2 separate regions of the Capra hircus genome follow, and region 2 is linked to region 1. Evidence: chromatin contacts called from public Hi-C data. All regions are on one chromosome and are shown on one strand. Each heading gives the region's core, a stretch centred on a gene start, on an enhancer-like site or on the middle of the called end of the contact. The rest is flanking DNA. Distances are from core to core; before and after follow the strand shown.

Region 1 (7,682 bases), core at 2,825-5,324:
ATCTGTGTCTCTTTTGCTGTCTCGCATACAGGGATATAGTTACCATCCTTCTAAATTCCATATATATGCGTTAGTATCCTGTATTGGTGTTTTTCTTCCTGGCTTACTTCACTCTGTATAATAGGCTCCAGTTTCATCCACCTCATTAGAACTGATTCAAATGTATTCTTTTTAATGGCTGAGTAATACTCCATTGTGTATATGTACCACAGCTTTCTTATCCATTCATCTGCTGATGGACATCTAGGCTGCTTCCATGTCCTGGCTATTATAAACAGTTCTGCGATGAACATTGGGGTACACGTGTCTCTTTCAATTCTGGTTTCCTCAGTATGTATGCCCAGCAGTGGGATTGCTGGGCAAGGAAGTCCTTTTCAAACAAAAAGACTAATTCCCTTAATATATAAAGAGTTCTTACAAATCAATAAGGAACAATGTAGTGGAAAATGATCAGAGCGTATCAACAGTCCATTAATGAAAAAGGAAATAGAAAATATTTTAAAATATGAGTAGATGTTCAGTCTTACTCATAAGAGAAATGTAATAGGAGAGAAATAGAAAAACTACACTAAAGTTTTTACCTGACTAATAAGCAAAGATCCAAAAGTTTCATAACAACGCCATCTTGGCAGTAGGATTTTGAAATATTGTGTACTTTACAGAGATGTTATAGAAATAGTACTTAGTCTTCCCCTAGTTTCCCCTAATACTAGTATCTTTGATGGCTGTGGTGTAATTATTGGAAACTGAAATAACATGACACAGTGCTGCTCAGCCATACGCCAGTCTCACTGGGCTTTTGCTGGTTTCCCACCCACGTCCTTTGCTGGCCCAGGACCCTCCATACTGTGTACTTGTGTCTCTTCTGCCTGTGTTGTTCCTTCAGGATCGCGACACTTTGGAAGAGTCCCGGCCCGTTTCTTTAGAGGGTTTCCTTCTATCGGTGTTTGGTGGTTTCTTGATTGGCTTGAGGTGTGGTTTTGGTGAGAACACAACAGACAACAGCCTGTGCCCTCTCACGCCACCAGGAGTTGCTGTGTGGACACGTCTCATTCCTGATGGTGACGACGGCTGTGGCCACTCAGTTAAAGCTGATCTGCCACTTATTGCACCGTGAAGTGCCGTTTCTTGTCTTCGAAGCCGGGGTGGGCGGGCACGCTGCGATCCTGCAGGTTTCTGCTTGGTGGCCGCCCCTTGCCGTCTGGACTGTCACCTGCCGGGCGGCGGTGGCCTGCTCTCATGATTCCTCTTAAACTTCTGCTGCTGTCAGGAAGAGGGCCTCTCCTCCGCTGACTGTTTCTGTGAGTGCGGACTCGCGTCTCTTCTGTTCGCCTGCTGCCAGTCCACCGTCACTGCTGTGTTGCCCAGGTTGTCCTGGGTTTCAGCACTGGGAGCCTTTGCCCTCCTGGCGTGTCCCGTCACCGCCTCTGGCGCCCCAGGCATTCCAGGCTCATCCAGTGTGTTCTCCGGTGGCCTCGGTTTCTTCTGTGGGCGAAAGGCATTGCACACTAGAGGTCTGAGTGCCAGGGAGGGCGGCCGCCCGCCTGTTTGCCCAGGCTGAAGCATCTCCTGGGAGCAGGCCAGGCTGGCCGCTCGCTCCCTCTGCTGCGCGGTGCCGCTGCCGCTGGGCCTGTTCCTGGACGGAGTCAGCAGGTGCACGTGTGTGTGTCGTCACACACTTGTATGCACCGTGACGTTTATGTCTACGCTACACTGGTGCCTCCACTTGCAGCATGACAGGCTCACCCTGGCTTCCCCGCCCTTGACTTGTGCTCCGCGCTTGGGCTGCTGCTGCTGCTGCAGTGACTGTATGCTGTCCTTTGTGAGCCTAGCTTTCCAGTGTACGCTTAACCCTTGAAGAGCCCCCTTTGAACTGCGAGGGTCCCCTTGTGTTTACCCGTGAGTAGGGACTGCAGTACTGCACAGTCCACAGCTGGGTGGAATCCACGAGTGTGGATGTGGTTGCGTTGGAGGGCCAACTGGAGGGCCATGCTTGGGTTCTCACCTTCACGGGGTGGGGGGCTCTGTGCCCTTGACCCCCCGCCACGTGACTTAGGTGGGCTCTCTCAGGGCGGCTGTGTTAGTCATCGGGCAGCTGTGCGTGCTTGCTCCTGTTTGCGCTTCCTTTTATGTTCTCCACACACTCTGGTTGCTCTTAACTATTTACTCTTTGGGTTTGTGAAACACGACCGTGGTTCTGAGAGTCAGGAGGGAAGAGGATGCTCAGAAATGTCATTTCCCCTCAGCTCTGCTCCCTCATCCCCACCCTTCCTTTCTCCATTCTAGTCCCACACATCTGTTATGGGTCAAATCACAAGTCCCCCAAAGATGGTGAAATTCTGACCCCAGAACCTGTGAACACGATCCTGTTTGAAAATGGCGTCTTTGCCAAAGATCCAGTTAAAGATCGCTAGGATGGGCCGTGATCCACTATGATGTGTCCTTATAAAAGGGAATTCCAACCCAGGGGCAGACACGAGCAGAGGAGGACACCGCCGTCTCCCAGCTGAGGTGCCCTGAGGCCCCCGAGGCGGGGGAGCAGGTAGAGCGGGTTCCCCTGCAGCCCCGCCAGCGCTTGGGCTTTATTCCTTCAGCCTTCAGAGCCGGGAGGAGGTAGACTTCTGTTGTTTCCGTGGCCTCGTCGGGGTGCTCTGCCACAGCAGCCCCAGGAGGCAAACAGCCCGGGTACCCAGTTTCTTGTGGTTTAAATCGTGTGCCCCAGAGATGTGTGCACGCCCTCATCTGTGAACGTGACCTTATTTGGAAAGAGGGTTTTTGTCGATATAATAAGATGAGGTCATATTGGGTTAGAGTGAGCCCCAAACCCAGTATAACCGGCGACCCAGGAGAGAAATTTGGACACAGAGGAGACCCTCAGGAAAGAGAGGCTGTGTGAGGACAAAGGCAGAGATGGGGGCGAGGCAGCCACGAGCCCGGGGGAGGTGTGGACAGACTGCCCTTCGGGGCCCCGGGAGGACTCGGCCCTGCCGGCACCTTGGTTTTGCACTTCTGGCCTCTGGAACCAGGAGAGAGGAAGTTTCTGTGGTTGTAAGCCACCCTGTCCCTTGTTATGACAGCCTTAGGAATTGAATACACAATCTCATTAGCTTCTGGTTTATCCTTCCTGTTGCTTTTGCACAAACGAGTGGAAACGTGGATATTTCCCTGTATCTCTTTCTTCCATGAAGGGTAAATGTGCGATAGATAACTCTTGATCACCTGGAGCATTGTTTCCAACAGCACAGGAAACAGTTTAAACATCCATCAGTTGAACACTAAATACTCATTCAGTACAGTGGATTATTATTTGTTCATTAAAAAGAATAAGCAGCTTTATATGTACTAAAACAGAGCAGTTCCTAAGATGTGTTCTTTCTTTAAAATGTCATTTACTTGTTTAGTTTTGGCTGTGCTGGGTCTTTGTTGCTGCGTGGCTTTTTCTCTAGTTGTGGAGTGCGGAGGCTACTCTAGTTGTGACGTGCGGGCTTCTCATTGCAGTGGCTTCTCATTTCAGAGCTCGGGCTCCAGGGTGCGTGGACTTCAGTACTTGTGGCACGTGGCTCAGTTGCGACTCCTGGGCTCTAGAGCACGGGCTGAATAGTTGGACACATGCTTAGTTGCCCCTCGGTGTGTGGGATCTTCCTGGACCAGAGCTCAAACCCATGTCTCCTGCGTTAGCAGGTGGATTCTTTACCACTGAGCCACCAGGGAAGCCGTAAGATGTGTTCTTGATAAAAATATTTATGCACAGAAGACTGGAAATAAAGTGTGCCGGTCATAATCCAACAGCCCCTTCCCCAGTCTGGGAGCAGGTTTAAAACAGGTAGTTCCTGGGGGTCTGAAAGGAGAGGCGCTGTTATCCACTGAATTGTTCAGTTTCGTGTGATTTCTGGTTTTCTTTGGGGATGAAGATGGCTTACAACTGGGCGTGAGGGAATGTGACCTGTTCTTTCCTGACAGGACCAAGAGGCAGATGATGAGAAAAGGACCGAGTCCTTTGAGCAGGGGGTAGGACAGGAAGCAGGGCAGGGCTGTGGCCAGGGCTCCTTCCCCAGGGTGGGCGGCTGCAGGCCTGTGGGCCGGGACGAAGGGGTGCGCCCTGGAGGTCTTGGGTGCTGCTTGGTGGGGTCCTGGAAGGCCAGCCTGAGGCCCTTGGAGTTGGTGGGGTTGTGTTCAGGAATGAGTCCCCTGAAATCAGAAATACCAAGATGGAGTTTGTATCAGAAGATGAAGGTGTTGAGTTTAAGAGATGGGACAGGTTGCATGGAGCAGTGTGCAGGCAGGGGGCCACCTGGAAGGCCAAGGACCCTGGGTATGCCAGGGCAAGGGCGGCGGAGGAGCTGGGGAGGCTCGGGCCAGGGTCAGCGCGCCTGCGAGCCACTGCTGGAAGGAGGCGCCCTGGGACACCACACGTGTGCACGCACACACACAGCCCTTTACACACACACGCACACACACACTGTCCTTTACACACACAGACACACATACAGACACACACACACTGTCCTTTACACACAGACACAGACACACACGGACAGACACACACACTGTCCTTTACACAACTGAGAGACACATACACAGACACACACACACACACTGTCCTTTACACACACACAGAGACACATACACGGACAGACACGGACAGACACACACACTGTCCTTTACACACAGACACACAGACAGACACACAGGCTCGCTCGCTCTCTCTCTCTCTGTCCTTTCCTGAGGCCCCTGAACAGGAAGCGGTTTGATGTAAGAATCTCTAAAATACTTTCAGTGTCCTCGGACTTTTTACGTGGAAGCATCAGGAACACTGCCAGTCTGTGCTTCCGGGGCTGCCTCCCACCTTCCTCTGGGGGCCTCCCCGTCACTCCCAGTTTCAGTGGTCCAAGTGCTCGTACGTGGAGGGCGATGCTCCACGGAGAGCTGAGTCCACACTGCATCCTGAGGCCCAGCCAGGTCTCGCATCCCTCACTGATTTCAGCCTGAAGTCCCCTCAGTTTAAAGCAGAGGGTCCCCAGCTTTTGTGGGGAGCCAGGAGCACTGTCCCGGGAGGGGAGACGGTGTGGGTCACACAGTCTGCTGGCGTCGTACGTCCTGCGTCAGCGCCATCTGGGACCATGGGGACCCCAGCAGCCCTGCCTGGGCTGGTGCAGACTTGAATGCTATAACCAAATGCCACTTAATTCCAGAAGAAATACCCAGTTTTTTAGGGGGAACGGGTTAGCTGTATGGATTAAGTGAACAGTGCAGCTAGGCCAGAGAATTAAATATTCAAGCTATCTGGAAACTGAATGTTTTCTAAGTTAGGCTGGTTTTAAAGGTATTCCTCATATAGGTAAAGGCTAAAGTGTGTGTTATCTATAAATCCAAAAATAAGCTTAAACAGAAGGCAGATATTTACACCTTGTAGGAATGTGGAAGCTGATAACATTGATTTAGAAAGCCACGAGTTACTTCTAACTCATTCCTCCCTGAGCGCCACACGTGCGTAGTGTGTAACTGGCAGCCGCAGCTTGTCGTGGCCTAGACTTTGACACGGAGTGTCCTGTGTTAGGAGCCTTCAGAGTGCTGGGCAGTGAGCCCCTCTACACAGTGCCGGCCCCCGGCCAGTGTCTTCAGGGTGCTGGTGAGGACTGGCTGAATTCTGCCCGTTGGGTGGAGGGGCCGTGTGTCTTTCTGTGGCGCTGGCAGCCACGCCGGGCCGGGGTGCAGTGTCATGGGGGTGGGTTTTCCTTCTCCCCGCGCCGTGGTTCCTCGGTCCACTGTGCTGAAGGGAGTTACTGAAAAGTAACTGGAGAGACACGGAATCCCATTCCTAGTTATGAGGCAGAGGAGATCATGCCCTGGTTTGCAGACTTTAAATGCACTAATTTAAAAGACTCTTGTGGACAGGAGAAGAAAGGACTCAAGATTTTTTGGAAGATGACGGGACAGTTTTGGAACATGCACATCTAAAAATTTGTCTCCCTCTTAGGGAGTATTTTTTCTCCTTTTTCCATGTTAGTTACACAGTAAGGAAGGCTGGCCTGTCGTTATTTCTGGCTCTGGGAGGGGCTGCGAGCATGGAGGCACGTTGAGTTTGGTGGGTTTGTGCACCAAATCGGGGCGCACGTGGGAAGTGGCGTCAGAAGGTGCCTGCCTGCTCCTGCCGTTCTGCCGCGAGTTCTCTGCGTTCTTGGTATTTGCCATGTGTGGGGCGGTGTTAGCAAAACTACCTGCCGACTACCGGCTAGATGCACGGAGCTTGTCACTTCCGATTTCTCCAGGGTGACACTGGTCTCTGGAGCCGGCTTTGGTGTGAACAAATCAGGGTATTCTGTCCTGATGTCCTGTTAATTCTTTCTTCCTCATGTTTGTCTTTTCAGGAAAACCAGTTCTGTGTCCCTGGAGGCCCCCAGCTCAGTCCTGGGGTCCCCGGCGAAGCCTGGCCTCGAGCTTCCACGTGGGACGGCCTTTCAGCTCCCAGGCTGCCGAGGACCAGGCGGAGGCGGGGCCCCTGCACTCGGTCATCAGCAGCTCGGAGGCCGTGCAGGGTGAGGCTGGTGCAGGGTTGGGGCGTTCGGTCAGGGGCCCCGGAGAACGCTGCCTCCCGCGGGGGTACTGAGGCAGAAGCCGTGCTTGAGGGAGCCACGCACTCACTTCAGACGAAGGAAGGGCTTGGTTGGAGGGAGGGGTCCCAAAACAATGCCTCCTGCATTTCCGGCTTCCCCGGCGCTTCTGACTTCCATCCTGGCACGTTTGGCGCCCTCTGGTGGTCACCGGGAGTTGGCGCAGGCGCCTGCACATCTGCTAACGATCACCAAGCGGACGGAAGCTCAGCACGGCCCTGCGTTCCCGGGACGTGTGGAGGGCAGGCTCTGGAGCCGGTCCTGCCGCGAATCCGTTTCTGGCTTTCAGATGAGACAGCAACAGAGTATTTAATGCTTGGGTTAAGAGGAGTGAGGTTTTCTCCTTTGCTTTCTAAATGATTAATCTGGAAACCACCGCATTCAAGAATCGAATCCAGGGTCTGGTTGTGGAGGCAGGTCGACAGCTTCTCCAAGCAGCGGAACCTAAGGCCTGCAGGCTCCGGCGAGGAGGGTGGGTGCGGGCTTGTCCACGCTTCTCGGGGAAAGGGAACTCCTGATCTGCTCTTCTGTCTGAGCCCCAGATGGTTGGGGGTTTTTTGTTGTTGTTCACTGTTTTGAAAAATGTTTAAAACTCCTTATCTTAAAGATTTTTTTGAATGTTGCAAAGCATGTTCTTCTGTGAAAAAAGACGTTAAACTTTCCTGGTTGCGTCTGTGGTTTGTTACTAGGTTCTGCTACCAAACACGAGTTCCAGGCTGAGACGAAGAAGCTCTTAGACATTGTTGCCCGTTCCCTGTACTCAGAAAAAGAGGTGCGTGCCTGCTAATCACTCCCAGCGCTGGCTGGTTCTGTTGGCAAGACTGTTTCTGTGCTGTCCTGGGGAAATGCCAGCTAGTGGGTTAGCAGTGAGAAGGCATTAAATTTGGACAAGTACTGATCTTGGCTACCAGTGAGTGTTCTTACCAAAATCCATTGGGGTTTATGGACAGATATATCCAGGTAATTCTTTGAGCCACACTGAACCTGGGAAGTAATGCATTTTGCTGTTAATTTTAAAGTCTCAGGTGTTGGTGTGGGGCCTTCCCTGCTGATGTCCATTTCTGGGGTGTT
Region 2 (7,703 bases), core at 4,462-6,961, 160 kb before region 1:
GAGGTGGGGGAATCCTTTCAGTTGACCTCTGAACAGCTCAGGGGGTTAGAAGCCCCAGAGAACTCCTTTACCCCTTCTGCCATGTGTGAACAGAGCAAGAAGACAGCCATCTATGAATCGGGAAGCAGGCTCTCAGCAGACACCAAAACCACTGTCACCTTGATCTTGGACTTCCAGCCTCCAGAACTATGAGAAAAAAAATTCTGTTGTTCATAAATCATTCAGTCTATGGTATTTTGTTCTAGCAGCCTGAATGGAGTGAGGAGTAAGACAGAGCAGGATCTTGAGTTATTTGTAAACTTTGCATTATTCACAACAGCCAGAATGTGGAAGCATCTTAGACAACCATCAGAGGATGAGTGGATACGTGAAGTGTGGAGTTAAATATATAAGTGGTGTGGTGGTTGTCATTTAGTCCTTAAGTCATGTCAGACTCTTGCCACCCTGTGGACTGTAGCCCACCAGGCTCCTCTGTCCATGGGACTTCCCAGACAAGAATACTTGACTGGGTTGCCATTTCCATCTCCAGGGGTTCTTCCTGACCCAGGGATTGAACCCGCGTCTCCTGCACTGCAGACAGTCTCCTGCATTGCAGGTGGAGTCTTTACTGCTGAGTCTCCAGGGAAGCCTGATACATAAATACAATGGAATATTATTCAGCCTCAAAAAGGAAAGAATTCCTGACACCTGCTACAACATGCAGATGAACCTTGGAGTGGAATGATGGTTGCCAGGGGCTGGAAGATCAGGGAATGGGGAGTTATTGTTTAATGAATACAATTTCAATTTGAGAGGCTAAAAGACTTGGATGCACAAGTCATATTTGGATGAACCATATTAATTTGTTGGGGGCGGTGAAGGGATCAGAAACTGTCAGGTATTGACAATTTCACTTGGTTCAACTGAGTAAAAATACTCAGTAAAAATACATCTTGACAACTTCCCTATCAGTCCAGTGGATGAGACGCTGCGCTCCCAAGGCAGGGGGCACAGGTTCCCACAGGAAAACTAGGATCCCATATGCCACATCAGTTCAGTTCAGTTCAATTCAGTTCGGTCGCTCAGTCGTGTCTGACTCTTTGCGACCCCATGGATTGCAGCACGCCAGGCCTCCGTGTCCATCACCATCTCCCGGAGTTCACTCAAACTCACGTTCATCGAGTCGGTGATGCCATCCAGCCATCTCATCCTCTGTCGTTGCCTTCTCCTCTTGTCCCCAATCCCTCCCAGCATCAGAGTCTTTCCAATGAGTCAACTCTTTGCATGAGGTGGCCAAAGTACTGGAGTTTCAGCTTTAGCATCATTCCTTCCAAAGAATACTCTAGGGCTGATATCCTTTAGAATGGACAGGTTGGATCTTCTTGCAGTCCAAGGGACTCTCAAGAGTCTTCTCCAACACCGCAGTTCAAAAGCATCAATTCTTCGGTGCTCAGCTTTCTTCACAGTCCAACTCTCACATCCATACATGACCACTGGAAAAACCATAGCCTTGACTAGACGGACCTTTGTTGGCGAAGTAATGTCTCTGCTTTTTTTCACATAGCATGGCCAAAAATCCCCCCAAAACACATCTCATGTGGTAACCATATACACCAACTTCAAGAAAGTGGTGGCTTTGGGGGAGAGGAAATGGAGGCTTTAGTTCTATGTCTGACATGTGATTCCTTATATAAATAAGTAAAATAAAGGCCTGAAGCTGATGTGGTAAAATGTTAATAGTGCCTACCTTAACAACATAGACAGGAATATCTATGCATTATTTTTTGTAACTTCTTTGATAGTTTTCATTGAATAAAAATTAAAGTGGTGAATGGGAGAAGTGAGTCAGGTCAGTGTAGACAACTGGGCCCAGCATCTTGACTGGGAGTGGAGGAGAAGGGGCAGAGTCAGGGCTGGTTGCAAAGATTGTACATTCATGGAGGAGCAGAAGCCCCTGGGGGAGGCAGGGATTAAAGGTTCAGGAAAGGGAACAGTGGGAAGCCACCCTAAGACCTCCAGAAGAGAGTCAGGACCCGTTCCCAGGAAGCGGGGCACATGTGGCGGAGCTGGAGTAGAGACAAGTTTGCAGCCTCTCTCTGGGGCCCGCTGAGCATGAGTGTCCGCTGGGGTCCGAGGCAGGAGCCCGAGTCGCGCATTCCTCAGTTCTCCTTCATGAACAGCCTCTCTCTCCACTCCAGCCTGTGAATCTCGGTCTCGGTCTTTTTCCCTCTGAGTTCACCCCGCAGCCCCTAATTGGGAAATCCAGCCCCACCCCTGGACCTTTTCCCTTGGTGCCACCACACAGATCCCCTTTGCACTGTCCCAACTGGCCGGAGACTTTTGTGCTTCTGCTGGGAGCACCTGCCTCCCTCTGTCTTTCCTTGTCTCTCTTCCTTCTTCCCAAACCAGGCTGTTAACCAGCTTGGTTGAGACAGAGGTCATGTACCCTGTGATTCACCCAAAGTGTAGATTGCAGTGGTTTTCAGTTCTGAGTTGTGAACCACCATCATCATCAACTTTGGAGCATTTTCATAACCCTAACACAAACCCCGTATTTTTTGGCTACCATTCACTGTCTCCCCCTCTCCCCAGCAATCCCCCACAACAGCGAATCTACTTCCTGTGTCTGTGGATTTACCTATTCTGGACATCTGAATAAGTGGAATCATACAATATACAGTCTTTTGATGACTGTCTTCTTTCACTGAGCATCACTTTCTCGAGGTCCGTCCATCTTGTAGCTGTGTCCATTCTGAATTCCTTGTGTGGCTGAATAATACTCCATTGTGTGGCTATAACACATTACATTTATCCATTCATCAGTTGATGGATGTGAACGAACTTTTCCCAGGTAAACCTCTCCTGATCTGTTTCTACCTCTTGCTCCTCTCCTGCGCCCTGAAGCATCCTGTAAATGGGGATTCCTTGGTGACATGGCCTCTGAGACTGGAGAGAGCAGGCAGGCTCATGTCTGCAACCCTGTGGAGCCCCTTAGTGACTGAGTGGCTCTCTTCTGGGCCTTATTCCCTCCTCTGTAAAAAGAGGACAGTGATGTTTCCATCCAGGGTTGTGGGAAGTGCTGATCTGAGTGGAGCATATGGCAGGGCGGCCTGGGATACAGAAGACACTCAACACTGCTGGGTCCCTTTTGTCTGTGTCAACCTTGATCCCGGGCTAAGGTGGGCAGGCGGGAGCCATACTTCCTCCCGTGCTGTTCCCCCACCCATGTCTGAATGCTGTGTTCTTTGACAAGAGTCAGACTAAGGGGAGAAGATGTAGAAAGGAAAGAAACAGCAGATATCAGGAAATACCAGAGGAATGGAACAAAAGGATACAAGTGAGACAGAAAAAGGGCTGTAGAGCAGGTATGTTTCAGGGCTGGGAGGCCAGAACATGGGGTTTGAAGACCTGTGTTTCAGGCTCAGGCCTGACACGTCCAGGTCACTTACCTGAGTCTTAGGGACAAGTGCCCTCCATTTCCCCCTCTGGGAGTGCGAGGATGGCACAAGCTCATGTGCCCACTGTTGTGTAAACCATTTACCCAGGAATTCTAAGGGCCTGGAGGTATTCCTACTGACCCAAGCAGGCCCTGGCTGAGGCCTCTAAGTGACCTGACATGTTGTCCCCTCTGTGGGGAAATGGCCTGGAGCTGCTTCAGGCTGGAATCCAACCTTCTCAGTGTCCTTGAGACCTCTAGGCCTCAGGGGAGCCTGACACTGTTCATTCATTCATTCATCAAATTTTACAAACCTGCCTCCTGCAGGGCACTGTGCTGTGAAGACCTGGCCTTCGTCCTCACAGGGCTCCCAGACTTGTGGTGAGAGGGACACACAGGCACATTCAGATACAGGCTGCTGCTGTCCCCTGTGTTACTCTGTGACTCTAAACACCTCCTGCCTTCTTATGCAGTGACTTCTTGAATGTTTGTTTCTGATTTCCAGGACTTGCTGTTTGGCCTCTTTGAATAGATGGGGATTTCTTTCTTTATTCTTTGCCCAAGAAGTTAGTGCAGTGGCAATGCCCTCAGGAGATTCTCAAGGGATATTTGGTAAACAAAAACAGGAAGGATAAAAATTGAGCATGTATGTGGTATACCTTCACAGAAGTATGCCCACAAGTGCTGTGGGAGCTCTAAACTGGGCTGGGAGGGCTTCCTGGAGCAGGTGATATTTGAACCGGGTCTTGGCATTAGTTAGTTTGCCAGGTATATGTATTCTCAGCACAGGGGACAGCAGTTGCAAAAGTATGAAGAGGTCTGAGTGGTAAGAACTTCCTAGTGATTGTGTGGGTGTGGGGGAAGTAAGGATGGAGTGAGGCATGGATAATGGAAGAGGGATGCAAAGGGGGGCAGTCAAGATTTTGAACAATATACATAAACAGAAAAAAGTAGAAAGATCATTCAGTCTTTTTTTTTTTTTTTTTAGTTGAGGTATAGTTGCTTTACTATGTTGTATTAGTTTTTGCGGGTACAGGAAAGTGAGATCACTCAGTCTTAACACTTGAAGACCATCACAGACACTATATAAATGCTGTTTCTTTGAAGCAGAGTTTTTTTCTCTTTCCAAGAAGTTAACTCTGGTGCTGAGTGGGGAGAAATATAGTTTTCAAGGGACGCTTAGTGGGGAGATGCCATTGGAGCCGGGGAGTGGGAGGAAGAGCGGTTTGCCCAGGTAAAGGACCTGGGAGGCAGGTTGCTCGGTGGGTGGAGAGGGAGGGAGGAGTCGGCGCTGACTCACAGAATTCTGGCTTAGGGAACAGGTTGCTGGTGATACCTTTCAGATAAGGGCTTCGGATGAAGCGCTGGCAAGTTTTGAGAAGCAGATAAAAAGAACCGAGATGTGTGAACACCTCAGATTTTTGTGGAACCATCCTGTGGGGAGTGGCCAGGCGGGCCGATCCCCCTGGGACCCCACACCTGTCTGGAGCACCTGAGGGCTCCAGGAGGTTGTCGGGGGGCGGCGAGGGTAGCGCACCAAGGCCGTCGAGGCCCTAAGCCCTGATGTAATGGGGCCTTCTGGGCCTGGGACAGGCTGAGCGCGCCCGGCTGGAGGACAGCGCTCACCACCCCGAGGCAGGTGGAGGGTGTCGCACCTGGCGCCCCCGGGGCATCGGGCTGCGGAACAGGGGCTCAGAAGCCTGGCGACGCCCCTCACATCTCGTGGGGGCGTTCGAATTCCGGCCCCGCCACTTCCTGCCTCAGTTTCCCCACTGCACCCGCTCGCAGGCGAACCAGAGGGCAATGTGTAACCTGCAGAGGCCACGATACATCGCTGGCATCCGGCAAGGGGAAGTGGCCAGGCCTAGTCGCGGGGCAGCGGGGAGAGAAGCCGGGACCGAGCAGAGTCGCCCTGCGGGACAGGCGGGCCCTGTCAGAGCCGACTCCACGTCCAGGGGCCCAGCTTGAGGCCAGGCCGCAGCCAGAGCTCTCACCACCCAGTCGCCGTCAGAACAAAAGTGGCGGCGGTGCCGGCGCCCGGCGCCCCGCAGGCCCGGCCCCCGCCCGGCAGCCCGGCCGCCCCTCCGCCCGGCGGCACGACGCACGGCAACCGCGCCTTCGGCCCTTTCCGTCCGAGCGCGCTCGGCTCTTTCCGCCGCGGCCGGCGCAGGTGGAGGGGGCGGGGCGGGGGCCGTGCGTAGTGACGCCGCGGGGGGGTGACGCACCGGCGTGCCCCGCCCCCTCCCCCTCCCCGTTCAGGCTCTGGAAAGAGAAGAAAAAAAACTTTCTTTTTTTTTTAATTGAGGAATCAACAGCCGCCATCTTGTCGCGGACCCGACCGGGGCTTCGAGCGCGATCTACTCGGCCCCGCCGGTCCCGGGCCCCACAACCGCCCGCGCACCCCGCTCCGCCCGGCCGGCCCGCTCCGCCCGGCCCTCGGCGCCCGCTCCGGCGGCCCCGCTCGCCTCTCGGCTCGGCCTCCCGGAGCCGCGGCGGCGGCGGCGGCGGCGGCGGCAGCGGCGGCGGCGGCGGCGGCGGCGGAACGGGGGGTGGGGGGGCCGCGGCGGCGGCGGCGGCGGCCCCGCTTCGCGCATTGTTTTTCCTTACGGCGGCGGCGGCGGGCCGCGGGCGGGGAGCGGAGCCCGGAGCCCCCCGGTAGTCGGGCCGCGAGCGAATTAATTAAGTGGGGCGCGGGGGGGGGGGGAGCGAGGCGGCGGCGCGGCGGCGGCACCATGTTCCCGGGGACTGCCTGAGCCGCCCGGCCGGGCGCTGTCGCTGCCAGCCGGGCCCGGGGGGGCCGCCGGGCCGCCGGGGCGCCCCCGCCGCGGAGTGTCGCGCTCGGGAGGCGGGCAGGGGATGAGGGGGCCGCGGCCGGCGGCGGCGGCGGCGGCGGCGGCGGCCGGGGGCGGGCGGTGAGCGCTGCGGGGCGCTGTTGCTGTGGCTGAGATTTGGCCGCCGCCTCCCCCACCCGGCCCTGCGCCCTCCCTCTCCCTCGGCGCTCGCTCGCGGCTCGCGCTCGCTCCTCTCCCCTCGCAGCCGGCCGGGGCCGGCGCCGACCCCAGCCCCGGAGCTCTCGCCGACCCGGCCGCCCGCGCTCGGGGCTGTTTTCGCGAGCAGGTGAAAATGGCCGAGAACTTGCTGGACGGACCGCCCAACCCCAAACGAGCCAAACTCAGCTCGCCCGGCTTCTCGGCGAATGACAGCACAGGTGAGACGGGGGCCGGGGCGGGGGGCCGGGGTCCCAGGGGTTGCTTGTCAGCCCCATACGGAGGTGAGTGCCCCCGGGAGACCCCAACTCGGCTGCGGGCTGTGCGGGGCCCGCGGAGCGAAGGCCCGCGCAGCCCCTTCCCCCGGACCCCCGCCGCCGAGGGGGAAGTTTGTCGGAAGACTGTCATGGGGCCCGAGTGGGGCGGCACATGCCCGGTGCGCTTGGATCGCCCGGAGCTGGAGAGCCCTCCTCGCCGGGAGACTGAGTGGTACTTCCAGGGAGGAAAAGTAAAGTGGAGCGTGTGTATTCTGCGTGGTGATTCCGTCTGCCTCCCACTGCCGCCGTGTGTCCGTCCACACAAGCGTGGCTGGCTGGAGAGATGACAGCGGAGGGTACGCTGGCTAGTGAGAGAAGGAAATAGTGCTGCCGAAAGGAATCCCGAAGTGTTTTCTGAATCGGTAACATATACACAAGGCTGCGACCAGAGGACTTTCCTAACAGCAGCCAGCCCGTGAGTTACGACTTATAAGTTTCTTGGAATGTGCTTCCTGGGAAAATGCTTAGTGCTATTTTGAAAACTCTTGTCGCTGGTCACCTAAGCCATTCCATTTTTCGCAACCCAGAACTTCTTAGCAAGATGTCATAAAAGTTGCTGTGGAGTGTTAATTTCACGTGTATAACTTCGGAAGAAAGTTAAACAGCAGATTCATCTGGACTGCAGTCTCCAGGGGAGCTTGTGTTGTTCTTACAATGTACATATATATATGTATATATATAAATTATGTTCAGGAATGTAGGAATTACCATTAAAAATTTATTTTTATCAGAATATTGAATAAATCGTTTAAACAGCTTGTCTGGAGACCTTCTTCGGTACTCCTATCAGTTACCTAAGAGAAGTAGTTTAGTTTTCTGTAGGTTTAATGATTCTGGGTTCTTCTGGGCTGGTTCACGGTAGCGTTATGTACTAGTTGTGTTTCCTCTTTCAGAGCTCTCCTTTGCAGTAAAACACAAACTTGTGCTCTGCTGCCCACGATTTGATTCCCAGCGCTGCTTGCATTTCTCCACTACGGTCTTGCA

The links. Hi-C and Micro-C count contacts between places; a contact is called where the count stands out from the background.
Region 2: a contact with region 1 is called in a Hi-C map of blood, with 4 times the contacts expected there. The contact joins the promoter of CREBBP here to the enhancer-like site in region 1. A contact is called at or near these places in 2 of 5 Hi-C or Micro-C datasets (both in blood).

Annotation. Positions count from the first base shown.
Region 1 is chr25:2,932,168-2,939,849 of ARS1.2, reverse strand. It overlaps TRAP1 (heat shock protein 75 kDa, mitochondrial), which reads left to right. Exons shown (of 18, transcript XM_018040241.1): 2 at 6,369-6,536; 3 at 7,301-7,383. Among named protein-coding and RNA genes, the nearest start is that of TRAP1, 28 kb to the left of the region's middle. Within about 2 kb of position 4,074, at least 1 of the 5 cell types and tissues checked has an H3K27ac peak or open chromatin away from gene starts, as enhancers often do.
Region 2 is chr25:3,088,955-3,096,657 of ARS1.2, reverse strand. CREBBP (CREB-binding protein) reads left to right here and starts at 5,711. Exons shown (of 31, transcript XM_018040244.1): 1 at 5,711-6,623. The coding sequence starts at 6,539.